Regions from separate parts of the Pan troglodytes genome. Here region 1 is linked to region 2. A link is a contact called in public HiChIP or PLAC-seq data. All regions are on one chromosome and are shown on one strand. The core of a region is the stretch at or near the end of the contact, and the rest is flanking DNA. Distances in the headings are between cores, read along the strand shown.

What was found. HiChIP or PLAC-seq counts read pairs in DNA pulled down with a chosen protein or histone mark.
Region 1: a contact with region 2 is called in an H3K4me3 HiChIP or PLAC-seq map of stem cell-derived excitatory neurons, with 3 times the contacts expected there. The contact joins the promoter of PPM1F here to the promoter of PPIL2 in region 2. A contact is called at or near these places in 1 of 7 Hi-C or Micro-C datasets (stem cell-derived neural progenitor cells) and 1 of 1 datasets of contacts at active chromatin or transcription factors (stem cell-derived excitatory neurons).

What each region holds. Positions count from the first base shown.
Region 1 is chr23:23,899,223-23,905,682 of NHGRI_mPanTro3-v2.0_pri, reverse strand. PPM1F (protein phosphatase, Mg2+/Mn2+ dependent 1F) reads left to right here and starts at 4,797. Exons shown (of 7, transcript XM_054676052.2): 1 at 4,797-5,040. TOP3B (DNA topoisomerase III beta) reads left to right here. Exons shown (of 18, transcript XM_016939789.4): 18 at 1,499-3,483. The coding sequence ends at 1,575.
Region 2 is chr23:23,614,893-23,620,766 of NHGRI_mPanTro3-v2.0_pri, reverse strand. It overlaps PPIL2 (peptidylprolyl isomerase like 2), which reads right to left and starts at 3,620. Exons shown (of 21, transcript XM_009437884.4): 1 at 3,469-3,620. The coding sequence starts at 3,500.

The sequences.
Region 1 (6,460 bases), core at 3,548-6,047, 280 kb before region 2:
AAACCCACTGGGATGGCGCCAGCGAGGGGCCTTGAAAGTTGAGGAGGTTTCAGGTAAGCAGAAAACAGGGGTAATGGCAGCCAGGAGCCAAAACATGAGCAAGGCTGTCCCCAAGAGCAAGGCCAAGAAGAGTTCCTTCTGCTGGGACGAGGGATCCAGGAGCTTGAGGCATTGGGAGCAGGCAGCAGAGGGCAGGTGGGCACAGTGGGCGTGCCTTTACAGGGCTCCCTTCTCCCGCCAGGCATGGGCTGCAACGAGTGTACGCACCCCTCCTGCCAGCACTCGCTGAGCATGCTGGGCATCGGCCAGTGCGTGGAATGTGAGAGCGGGGTGCTGGTGCTGGACCCCACCTCGGGCCCCAAGTGGAAGGTGGCCTGCAACAAGTGCAATGTGGTAGCGCACTGCTTCGAGAACGCCCACCGCGTGCGGGTGTCCGCCGACACCTGCAGTGTCTGTGAGGCCGCCTTGCTTGATGTGGACTTCAACAAGGCCAAGTCCCCACTCCCGGGCAATGAGACGCAGCACATGGGCTGCGTCTTTTGTGACCCCGTCTTCCAGGAGCTGGTGGAGCTGAAGCATGCGGCCTCCTGCCACCCCATGCACCGCGGTGGACCAGGGAGAAGGCAGGGTCGAGGGCGGGGCCGGGCCAGGAGGCCCCCTGGGAAGCCCAACCCCAGACGGCCCAAGGACAAGATGTCAGCCCTGGCCGCCTACTTTGTATGATGACCCTGTCCTCCCTCACCCAGGCTGCAGTGCCATGCAGACACCTCATGGCACTTCAAACTATTAAAATGCATTTTACCTTATCCAGAGCTGGGGCCCCTTTGCTGGTGCAGCGATGTCAGAGCGTTACCGTGTCCCTGGGCACCTGTGGGGCCCTCTTTCCCTCTCCGAAACCCAATACGTCTCCCTTCAGCCTGCATACACGTGCCCAGAGTGCTCCCTACTATCCCTACACCCTGGCAGTACGGGCAGGGATGCCCCAACCCTGAAGCCCTGGGGAATAGACCCAGTTTGCACTCACACCCCATCTCAATCCGTGCTGCTGATGGTAGCTGTGTGCACAAGCAGTGGCCCTGATGCCTTAAGGAAGGCGGCCTTGACAGCTGTGGCTCCGGCAGGAGAGGAGTCTAGTGGAGCAGGTGGGGCTAGGAGACCCCCTCCCTGGATCTGGCTTATGAATCCCCTTGGTCTTCGCTGCAGCCCCCTGCTCAGGGCCACCCTCTTGACCCCACGCTTCTCCGTCCCCTGCTCCCTGCTCCCATCTCTGAGAAGCCCTGTACATGGTGCCTGTGCGCGTCTGGCAGCTTCCCAGGGCCTGCTGCGATTCCTATTCTCACAACAAGCCCTTATGGTCTTAGAGGCAGCTGGGTGCCCCATGGAACCCATTCACATGCCAGGTTTAGAAAATACCCTGTAGGCCAGACTGCCCTGTGGTGCCAGGTGCTGGTGGCAGCTGCCCTCTGACCTCAGTGCCTTCTTGTGCTCCCCTCCCCAGCCACCCGAGGAGAGACACCTGTGCGGGATCCACTGTGTGTTGGAAACTCCCTCCACACTCCACCCGTGCCTCACTGAGTGATGACGGGAGCTCAGCAAAACAGCTTTCCAGACTGTTCAGTGGGACCTTTCTTTGAGGGGCAGGTCAGGAATGTTTCGGACTCAGACCTGCCCCCGCCCCAACTCAGTAGTAGATTCCCAGGCTGCACCAGGACTTATATGAGAGCTCCTGTAAGGAAACCCAGAGCCCACCAAGCATACCCCACCTGGACCCCCTTCCTGGAGGCCCTCACAGGTTAACACAGGGGTTCCCTGGAACACAGTTTGGAGAGCTACTCGAAGCTGAATGAAAATACACAGAGACATGGGGAACCACATAGAGGGTCCTGGGATGTGTCTCAGAAGCACAGGCTTCAGGAAGGAGGGGGTGCTCTCAGAGCTTCTGCCCCCTCCCACCCACTCTGGTCCCATTCTGGGGCCCTAGCAAGGCCACACCTGTTAGGTCCCCAGTGCAGGGCTGTGACTCTGCTCTTCCACCCACAGGGCCCAGTGGACCTGGAGCCTTCTCCGCAGAAGGTTTCAAGACCTCCAGGACCCTTAGGTTATAGGGCTAATTCAGGCTTGGAGGAGCAGAGACGGTTCCTAGGTCTTAAACCCAGACCACCCAGTCCTTCCTTACTATGCTTCTGCACTGCGCTTTCAGCCACAGGCAGGGATAATCACAAAGTGTTCCTTTTTTTTCCTCTGCAATTGTCCCTTGTGTGTGACCCTCCTTCAAGGCCCTTGGCTTCCGCAGCTTGATTCTGCACTCCGAGTCCATTCACCTTCTCCCATCCAATAGCATCCAACCCCGCTGCTACTGCTGCCAACCTGGCCTTGGGAGCAATGAGGACAAGGAAGGGACAAGACCCCTTTTAGGCCAGAACTGCCTTCAGATCAGCCACGCTCCATGGGACTGTACCTCTGCCCTGGAGGCTGGAGAGGTCAGTGGCTGCAGACTGTCTCAAGGAGCCCCTGGCCCTGCCCACCTAGCCAGGGGTGCAGCCTTGCCAGAGAAGCAGAGAAGCGTCTGTGGCTGGGTGGGTGATATTGAAAGATTCCTTTCACCAGGGTGGAAGCCAGGATCTGAGGCGTGATGGAATGTGGACAGTGAGGCAGTGACAGCGCCACAAGGCAGGAGTCATCTCCAGGCAGGTCTTTGGCCTGGAGCCCATAGGGACAAGCTCCTGGTGGTGCCTCACTTTGCCATCCTCTCTAAGCCGCAGACCTTGAATGGAATCAGTGCTCAAGAGTCTAACTGGGCCCCCTCTGAGGATGCCTGTGGGAATATCAGCTTTTACCGCACCACACTGCACTTTACAGTGTGGGAGGGCCTGCCCCACGCACCACCTCACCTGTACTGCGGTTCTCAAACTTCACCCTACAGCCATTCTGTTGTAGGTGATCTCAGGGGCAGTTTGAGAAACAGTGGCTCAGGGTCTCACAGCAGCCCTCTGAGATAGGTTGGTTGCTATTGTCCCGATTTTTTCTCATCAAGAAACTGAGGCTCAGGTGAGCTAAGGAATGTGCCCAGGGCCACTGTTTATAAGAAGTAGCCTCAAGCCTTGCTCATGGTTACTGCCCTGACAGGGATCGAGGAAGGAGTGAGCAGGAGAATGGGATGAGGCAGGACCCTCCGCTCCAGCCCTGCTTTCTCTGCCCAGACACCTCCTGCCTTGCAGACCCAACCCCACCCCAGATGGTTTCCTTTCCAGTCACCCAGCTGCTAGTTCTCCAGGTTCCTGGTCTCACTCCAGGTTCCTCCTGTTGGAGAAGCATCCCAGAGACATTCATTCCTGGCAAGGACACAGGCCTGCGGACCTGAAGGCCAGGTGGGCAGAGCCACATAAGATCTGGTGCCCCATCCTCCATTTAAAAAATTATACTTTCCAACTGCATTGGTATAAAGGTGAATATATTAATATCATATATTAAAACATTTTCTTTGACATAAAGGTTTCTTTCTTCTGCCTTTAAAATAAAATATTTTGGCCAGGTGTAATGGTTCACACCTATAATCCCAGCACTTGGGAAGGCTGAGGCAGGAGGATCACTTGAGCCCAGGAGTTCAAGACCAGCCTGGGCAACATAGAGACCCTGTCTCTACAAATTTTTTTTAATCAGCTGGGCGTGGTGGTGCTTGCCTGTGTTCCCAGACACTAGGAAGGCTGAGGCAGGAGGGGAGGGTCACTTGAGCCCAGGAGTTTGAGGCTGCAGTGAGCTGTGATTATGCCACTGCACTCCAGTGTGGGCACCAGAGAAGGAGCTTGTCTCTAAAAAGAGAGAAAAAGAATATTTTCATGAGCCTCCGTGTTGGCAGAAAAATGGCCCTTCAGAGATGTTCATGTCCTATACCTGTGCCTGTGTTAGATTACATGGCAGACCCGGCATAGTGGCTCACGCCTGTACTGTAATCCCAGCACTTTGGGAGGCCGAGGCAGGCAGATCATTTGAGGTCAGGAGTTTGAGACCAGCCTGACCAACATGGTGAAACCCCATCTCTACTAAAAATACAAAAAAAATTAGCCGGGCATGGTGGTGCGTGCCTGCAGTCCCAGCTACTCGGGAGGCTGAGGCAGGAAAATCGCTTGAACCAGGGAGGCAGAGGTTGCAGTGAGTCGAGGTCATGCCACTGCAGTACAGCCTGGGTGACAGGGTGAGACTCCGTGTCAAAATAATAATAATAATAATAATAATAAGGGGCAAAGGGGAATTAAGGTTGCTAATCAACTGATTTAGAGAGATGATGCTGGACTATCTGGGTGGGCCCAATGGCATCAGGAGGGTCTTTAGAAGTAGCAGAAGGAAGCAGAGGAGGGAATCAGAGGTGGCAGTGTGAGAAAGGCTCAACTGGCCATTGCTGGCTTCGAGGCTGTAGGAAGGGGCCACGAGCCAAGGTATGCAGGGAGCCCTTAGGAGCTGGAAAAGGCAGGGGAACAGTTTCTCCCCTAGAATCCTCAGAAAGGAACGCATTCTGGCGATCCCTGGATCTTCGCCCACTGAGGCTAAGTGGACTTCTGACCTCCAGAACGGAAAGATAACAAAAGCCTCAACGTTTGTGGAAACAAACAACTCATAATGAGCCTGGGACTGTGCCTCCTTCCCCGACGGATGAGCCTGCCTGGGCAGTCTGGGTTTGCATCCCCGCTCTGTCACGTACCAGCTGTTGACGGCAGAAGTTGCTTAATTTCTGGGCGCTGTGACCTAGGGATTGCTTTCCCCATCCAGCCGCCCACCCAAAGCTGCAGAAGAGAAGCAAGAGGCTGGTGACGGGCGGCTCCGGAGCCCAGGTGGAGCCGCAGTTCGCCTACCACTAAAGGGCCGCAGTCACCGTCCACGTAGCCGCCAGGGGGCAGCAGAGGTCCGGCCCCGCCAGCCTGGAGGCCCGACTGCGCCTGCGCGGCGCCCGCGGCGGCCAGGGACGGGAAGTGGGCGGGGCCGACCGGCAGCAGCTTGCGGGACACGGAGCCGCGAGGAGACAGCTGAGGCCCGCGGAGACCAGGGGTGAGGAGGCCGGGGGGGACGGGATTAGAGGGCTGACGGGGCTGGGACGAGGGTCAGGCGAGCGCCCAAGGCGCACAGGGGTGAAATGGGACCGAGGAACCGGAGGGGTGGAATCAGAGGGCTGGGGAGGCAAGGAGGCCGAGACGAGGCTCACATGGGTGCACCGAAAGGGTGCGGGGGTGCAGTGCGGGGGGCCGAGGAGCAAGAGGGGCCGCTGCGGACCTGAGGAACCCGAGGCTGGGAGTTGGGGGGCTGGGGAGCCAAGGGGGCAGAACTGGGGGGCAGGCGGGGGTGTGGCCGAGCCGAGGGCCTGGTAGGGACCGAGGGCTATGAGGCAGAATCGGGTGCTGAGGGGGACGCGCCCCATTTTCCGAGATCTGGCCTCTCCCCACCCCCCAGGAGCCTCTGGGCCGGCACGTTGCCCCATATCCCCCCAGTCCCTGCACCTTCAGGGGCCCAGTCTGCCTGATGGCCCCCGGCTCGGCGGCCTCCCAAGCGTCCGTGAAGCGAGCGTCAGCTGCACAAGTGCTCGGGCTGCAGCTGCTTCAGCCACAGGTCTGTGAGCCAGAGCCTCAGGCGCGGAGGCCGGGCACATTGCCGCTGGGTTCGGTCAGGCAAGCCCCTGAACCTGTCTGTGCAACAGGAAGAACTGGCTCCGGCTGCAGGGATTTCGGCACAGCGCTTGACACACAGTGAGGCCCACTGCATGGTGGCGGGCTCCTTCGAAGCCTTCCACCCTGCGGGACAGAGTCACACATGTCGTGGTGGCATTCCCCGGGACAAGTTCTCTGGGCCCAGCTGAGCTCTCACCACGGGGGATAGAAAGTGGGGCCGGCCAGCACTCTGAGGCCATCTCCAGTCTCTTCTGTTGTCAAATTTCGCTCTTTTCCTCCTGCACGCGAGGTGGAAGTACCAAAGGCACTGGGCATCCAGAGACCTTGATTGAGTTCGCTTTGCCCTTTCACCTGTGTGAGACCTTAAATGGGTGCTTGCCCTCCTATAACCTATTTCTTCATCTGCAGTGTAGCCTGACAGTATGTACTTCTCAGCGTAGTTGTGAGAGGTAAACAAAACGAATGCATTTCTGAAAGCCATGGACCTCTACACAAGTTCATTTGTGGAATTCCTTTAAGATACCGCCTGAAGGCCGGGCGCGGTGGCTCATACCTGTAATCCCAGCACTTTGGGAGGCCGAGGCAGGCATATCACCTGAGGTCAAGAGTTCCAGACCAGCATGGCAAAACCCCATCTCTACTAAAAATACAAAAATTAGCCGCGCGTGGTGGCAGGTGCCTGTAATCCTAGCTACTCAGGAGGCTGAGGCAGGAGAATTGCTTGAACCTGGGAGGCGAAGGTTGCAGTGAGCTGAGATCCCACCATTGCACTCCAGCCTGGGCAACAAGAGCGAAACTCTCTCTCA
Region 2 (5,874 bases), core at 2,371-4,870:
GGAGGCTGAAGCAGAGAATTGCTTGATCCCGGGAGGCGGAGGCTGCAGTCAGCCAAGATCACACCACTGTACTCCAGCCTGGGTGACAGAGTGAGACTCTGTCTCAAAAAAACAAACAAACAAAAAAACACCTACTATATGTCAGCCACACAGTGATAAACACAACAGACATGGAGACCAGGCACAGTGGCTCACACCTATAATCCCAACAGTTTGGGAGGCCAAGGCAGGAAGATTGCTTGAGTCCAGGCGTTGGAGAACAGCTGGGGCAACAAAGCGAGAATCTGTCTCTACAAGAAAATTTAAAACTTAGCCAGGTGTGACAGCTCACACCTGTGGTCCCAGTTACTCCAAAGACTAAGGCAGGAAGGCAGGTTGAGGCTGCAGTGAGCTGTGACAGCACTACTACACTCCAGCCTGGGAGACGGGGGAGACTCTGTCTCAAAAACAAACAAAACAAAAAACAAAAGAAACCGGCCGGGCAAGGTGGCTCACGCCTATAATCCCAGCACTTTGGGAGGCCAAGGCGGGCAGATCACGAGGTCAGGAGATGGAGACCATTCTGGCTAACATGGTGAAACCCGTCTCTACTAAAAAAAAAAAAAAATAGAGGGCCAGTCACGGTGGCTCACACCTGTAATCCCAGCATTTTGGGAGGCCGAGGCGGGCGGATCACGAGGTCAGGAGATGGAGACCATCCTGGCTAACACAGTGAAACCCCGTCTCTACTGAAAATACAAAAAATTAGCCGGGTGTGGTGGCAGGCGCCTGTAGTCCCAGCTACTCGGGAGGCTGAGGCAGGAGAATGGCGTGAACCCGGGAGGCGGAGCTTGCAGTGAGCGGAGACCACGCCACCGCACTCCAGCCTGGGCGACAGAGTGAGACTCCGTCTCAAAAAAAAAAAAAAAAAGGTATCTTATTGCCACAAAGAGTCTGTTTTGTCAATCTTATGATTTCTATTTCTTTATTTTTATTTATTTTATTTATTTATTTTTTTGAGACGGAGTCTTGCTCTGCTGCCCAGGCTGGAGTGCAGTTGTGCAATGTCAGCTCACTGCAAGCTCCACCTCGTGGGTTCACGCCATTCTCCTGTCTCAGCCTCCCGAGTAGCTGGGACTACAGGCGCCTGCCACCACGCCCAGCTGATTTTTTTGTGTATTTTTAGTAGAGATGGGGTTTCACCGTGTTAGCCAGGATGGTCTTGATCTCCTGACCTCGTGATCCACCCGCCTCAGCCTCCCAAAGTGCTGGGATTACAGGTGTGAGCCACCGTGCCTGGCCCCTTATGATCTCTATTTCAACATTAATGCTGGTCAGTTGTTGTGTCTAAGCCACAAAAGGGAGGGGGATATAACAAGGCACAGCTGATCTCTATCCCATCATGGCCAGGAACTCAGTTTTAAGGTTTTCCTGGGGTTCTCTTGGCCACAAGGGTGTCTGCTTAGCCAGTGGGGGGACTTAGGGTTTTATTTTTAGTTTACAGGGAGGAGCAGGCTCAAGAGCTGAAAATCGAGAGTTCTGTTTAAGGCATATTAAATTCGAGATGTCTGGCCCGGCACGGTGGCTCACGCCTGTAATCCCAGCACTTTGGGAGGCAGAGGTAGGTCGATCACTCGAGGTCAGGAGTTCGAGACCGGCCTGACCAACATAGTGAAAACCTGTCTCTACTAAAAATACAAAAATTAGCATGGGCATGGTGGCAGGCACCTATAATCCCAGCTACTGGGGAGGCTGAGGTGGGAGAATTGCTTGAATGTGGGAAGTAGAGGTTGCAGTGAGCCAAGACGGCACCATTGCACTCCAGCCTGGGCGACAGAGCAAGACTCCATCTCAAAAAAAAAAAAAAAAAATTTGAGATGTCTTTCAGTCCTCCAGTGGAGATATTAAGTAAGCCACTAACTACACAAGACTGGGGAAAGCAGCTTATAGATGACTGGGAAATTATATCACCCACAGAGAATGTTTATGGAAAAGAAACGTATGAGATCCGAGAGAAGGGAGGAGGGTCCAGAAAGGAGACTGGGAAAAGAAAGACCGCTGAAGTCGATGGAAAACAAAGAGCAGGTGAAATCCCAGATACCAAAGAAGGGCTTCAGAAGGAGGGAGTGGTCAACAGTGTGACATACTGTTGAGAAGCCCAACAAAATGAGGACTGAGGCTGCCCGGACGTGGTGGCTCACGCCTGTAATCCCAGGACTTTGGGAGGCCGAGGCGGGTGGATCACCTGAGGTCAGGAGTTCGAGACCAGCCTGACCAACATGGAGAAACCCCTTCTATACTAAAAATACAAAATTAGCCGGGCATGGTGGCGTATGCCTGTAATCCCAGCTACTCGGGAGGCTGAGGCAGGAAAATCTCTTGAAGCCGGGAAGCGGAGGTTGCGGTGAGCCAAGATCTCACCATTGCACTCTAGCTTGGGCAACAAGAGCGAAACTGCGTCTCAAAAAAAAAAAAAAAAATGAGGACTGAGGATTGAATACTAGATTTAGCAACAAGAAGTCGCTGGGAACCTGAAAAGAGAGGCCGCTGAAGTCGAGAGAAAACAAAGAGCAGGTGAAATCCCAGATACCAAAGGAGGGCTTCAGAAAGAGGGAGTGGTCAACGGTGTGACATACTGTTGAGAAGCCCAACAGTTCTGGGGTAGTTCTGGGGTCGAAATTCTGACTTGAGTGGTTTCAAGAGACTCAGAAAACAGCATGAAGCCACTAGTCTCTCACTTGTTCTTAAGAGAAAGAAACAACACGGCGGCAGCGGGAGGGGAACGTGGGACGTGGGGCACGGGGCACGGGTGGATTTTTAAATTTTATTTATTATTTTTGAGACAGCGTCTCGCTCTGTCGCCCAGGCTGGAGTGCAGTGACACGATCTCGGCTCACTGCAACCTCCGCCTCCCGGGTTCAAGCGATTCTCCTGCCTCAGCCTCCCAAATAGCTAGGATTACAGGCGCCCGTCACCACGCCCCGCTAATTTTTGTATTTTTAGTAGAGACGGGGTTTCACCGTATTAGCCAGATCCGCCCGCCTCGGCCTCCCAAAGTGCTGTGATTACAGTTGAGCCACTGCGCCCGACCTGGTTTGCTTTAAATTAGAAGGCTCTGCAGCACGTTTGCAGGCTGATAGGCATGAACCAGAACACAGCGAGACGTGAAGTACGGAAGAGGTAGAGACTACTCATTCAAGGGCGAAACTCGCGAGCAGACGGAGGACGGTCCGGGCAGAACCAGAGTAAAGGAAAACCGGGCTGCGCTCGAGCCCGCAGCTGACGTCATCGGAGCCGCGGCCCCGGGAGAGCGCGGCGGCCCGAGGGTCATTACCCTGACTGGAGACAGGGCGGCAGCTTCCGGGAGGAAGTGACCTTTGGGCTGTGCTCTAGGGAGTAGCTGAGAGGGAAGGCGAGCGGCGCGCAGTGCGGGACAGGCGGTTCACTGAGGCAGAGTGGAGCGCCGCTCCCGACTGCGGCTCAACTTACATTTTGTCCTTTTGGTGCTGTCGCTTCCCCATGGCGGCGCGGCGGCGGCGACTAGCGAGCACGAAAAAACAACGGCTGACAACTCAGACCATGGAGCCGCAGCCGAGTTCCGTGACCACTTCCGGGTTCCGCGGCGCGCCCCGGAAACGGGCGCCTGGCGTGCTGGGAATTGTGGTTCGCTAGCGCCAGGTGCTTATGCCCGGAAGGATCGCCTGCCCAGTATGGGGTCCTAGCTAGGTGTGCCATCTCCCGCAGGCGTCTTTTCGGGGCCGAGCTCCCTCAGCCTCGAAGCCCCATCTTCTCGAGGGGTCTGTCTGGACCGCCTCGTCTACCCCCCTAGCCACGGCTCAGGGCCATTCCCATACTGGGTTCTCAGGTCTTATTTATTTATTTTCGAGACAGGGTCTCGCTCTGTCGCCCAGGTTGGAGTGCAGTGGCACAATCACAGCTCACTACTGCCTCGACCTCCCAGGCTCAAGCGATTCTCCCACCTCAGCCTCCCGAGTAGCTACGGGCACGCACCACCACACCCGGCTAATTTGTTAATTTTTTGTAGAGACAGGCTCTTACAATGTTGCCCAGGCTGGTCTGGAGCTCTTGAGCTCAAGCGGTCCTCCCGCCTTGGCCTCCCAAAGTGCTGGGATTACAGGCCTGAGGCTTCGCGCCCGGCCAGCGCTCAGGTCTTTTTCAACGTCCTCCTAGAGCTTCAAGTCTCATGAGCCTCCACCCCATCCCTTCCCGCCTCCGTGGCAGATGCCTTCAAAACCATGTACCACTCTCGTTCTACTCGCTCACTTCTCATTCTCTCTACATATTCGGTCCCCACCGCCTCCAGGCCCCTCGGAGGCCCAGCAGCAGGTGGCCATCAAGCCTAGAGGTCCAAAGCCCTACCTGATCCCTTCCGTCTCTTCTGCCAGACCCTTCCCTTGGGTCAGATCAGTACCTTGGGCACCTAGCTACACTCAGGCCCAGGGTAATCTTGCCTAGGCTCCTAATTTTAAATGCCATTTGTATCCCATGACTCCCAGTACTAAGTCACCAGCACTCCAGGTTCCTGATCTCCACTTGGGTAACCACTGATCTGAAATGTAACATGTCTGGATGGGCGTGGTGGCTCACGCCTGTAATCCCAGCACTTTGTGTGTGTGTGTGTGTGTGTGTGTGTGTGTGTGTGTGTGTGTGTGTGTGTTTAGTAGAGATGGGGTTTCACCATGTTAGCCAGGATGGTCTCGATCTCCTGACCTCCTGATTCGCCTGCCTCGGCCTTCCAAAGTTCCGGGATTACAGACGTGAGCCACCACGCCCGGCCAATCCCAGCACTTTGAGAGGCTGAGGCAGGCGGATCACTTGAGGTCAGGAGTTCAAGACTAACCTGGTCAATATGGCAAAACCCCATCTCTACTAAAAATACAAAAAATTAGCCTGGTGTGGTGGCACACACCTGTAATTCCAGCTACTTGGGAGGCCGAGACAGTAGCTTGAACTGGGGAGGCAGAGGTTGCCGTGAGCCAAGATTAGGCCACTGCATCCCAGCCTGGGTGACAGAGTGACTCTGCCTAAAAAAATTAAATTAACATGTCTGGTCAAAGTAGAATTTTCTTTTTTTTGACATGGAATTTTGCTCCTGTTGCCCAGGTTGGAGTGCAATGGTGTGATCTTGGCTCACTGCAACCTCCGCCTCCCAGGTTCAAGCGATTCTCCTGCCTCAGTCTCCCAAGTAGCTGGGATTATTACAGGTATGCGCCACCACGCCTGGCTAATTTCGTATTTTTAGGAGAGAAGGGGTTTCTCCATGTTGGTCAGGCTGGTCTCGAACTCCCGACCTCAGGTGATCCTCCCGCCTCAGCCCTCCCAAAGTCCTGGGATTACATGCATGGGTCACCGCACCCGGCCATAAAGCAGAATTTTCAATCCTCTCTCTTCTCCCAGTCCCCACTCTGCTGAGCAGTACCACCATCCACCCAGTCACCGAAAGCCAGCTATCTTTGCCTTATTTCATGGCTGGCTTCTTATTCTCTAGGTTTTAACATAAGTGTCACCTCCCCAGAGAGACCTTCCCTAACCACCCACTTCCATGCATCTCCCATAAAGTCTGTCACAATTCCTCACAATTTGTAATCCTGTGTAATTCAGTCTGTGTCCCGGTTTACTGAGCACCCTCAGTTTACTGAGGTTTACTGACACCCCGGTTTACTGACACAACCACTGCCTCCATGACACACATACAGTGGATGGGATGTAGCTCCTTAAGGGCTGGAATCTTAGGCCCAGCATGGTGGCAGCACCTGTGATTCCAGCTACTTGGGAGGCTGTAGTGGAAGGATCACTTGAGGCCCAGGAGTTTGAGGCTGCAGTAAACTATGATCAATCCACTGCACTCTAGCCTGGGCAACAGAGTGAGATCCT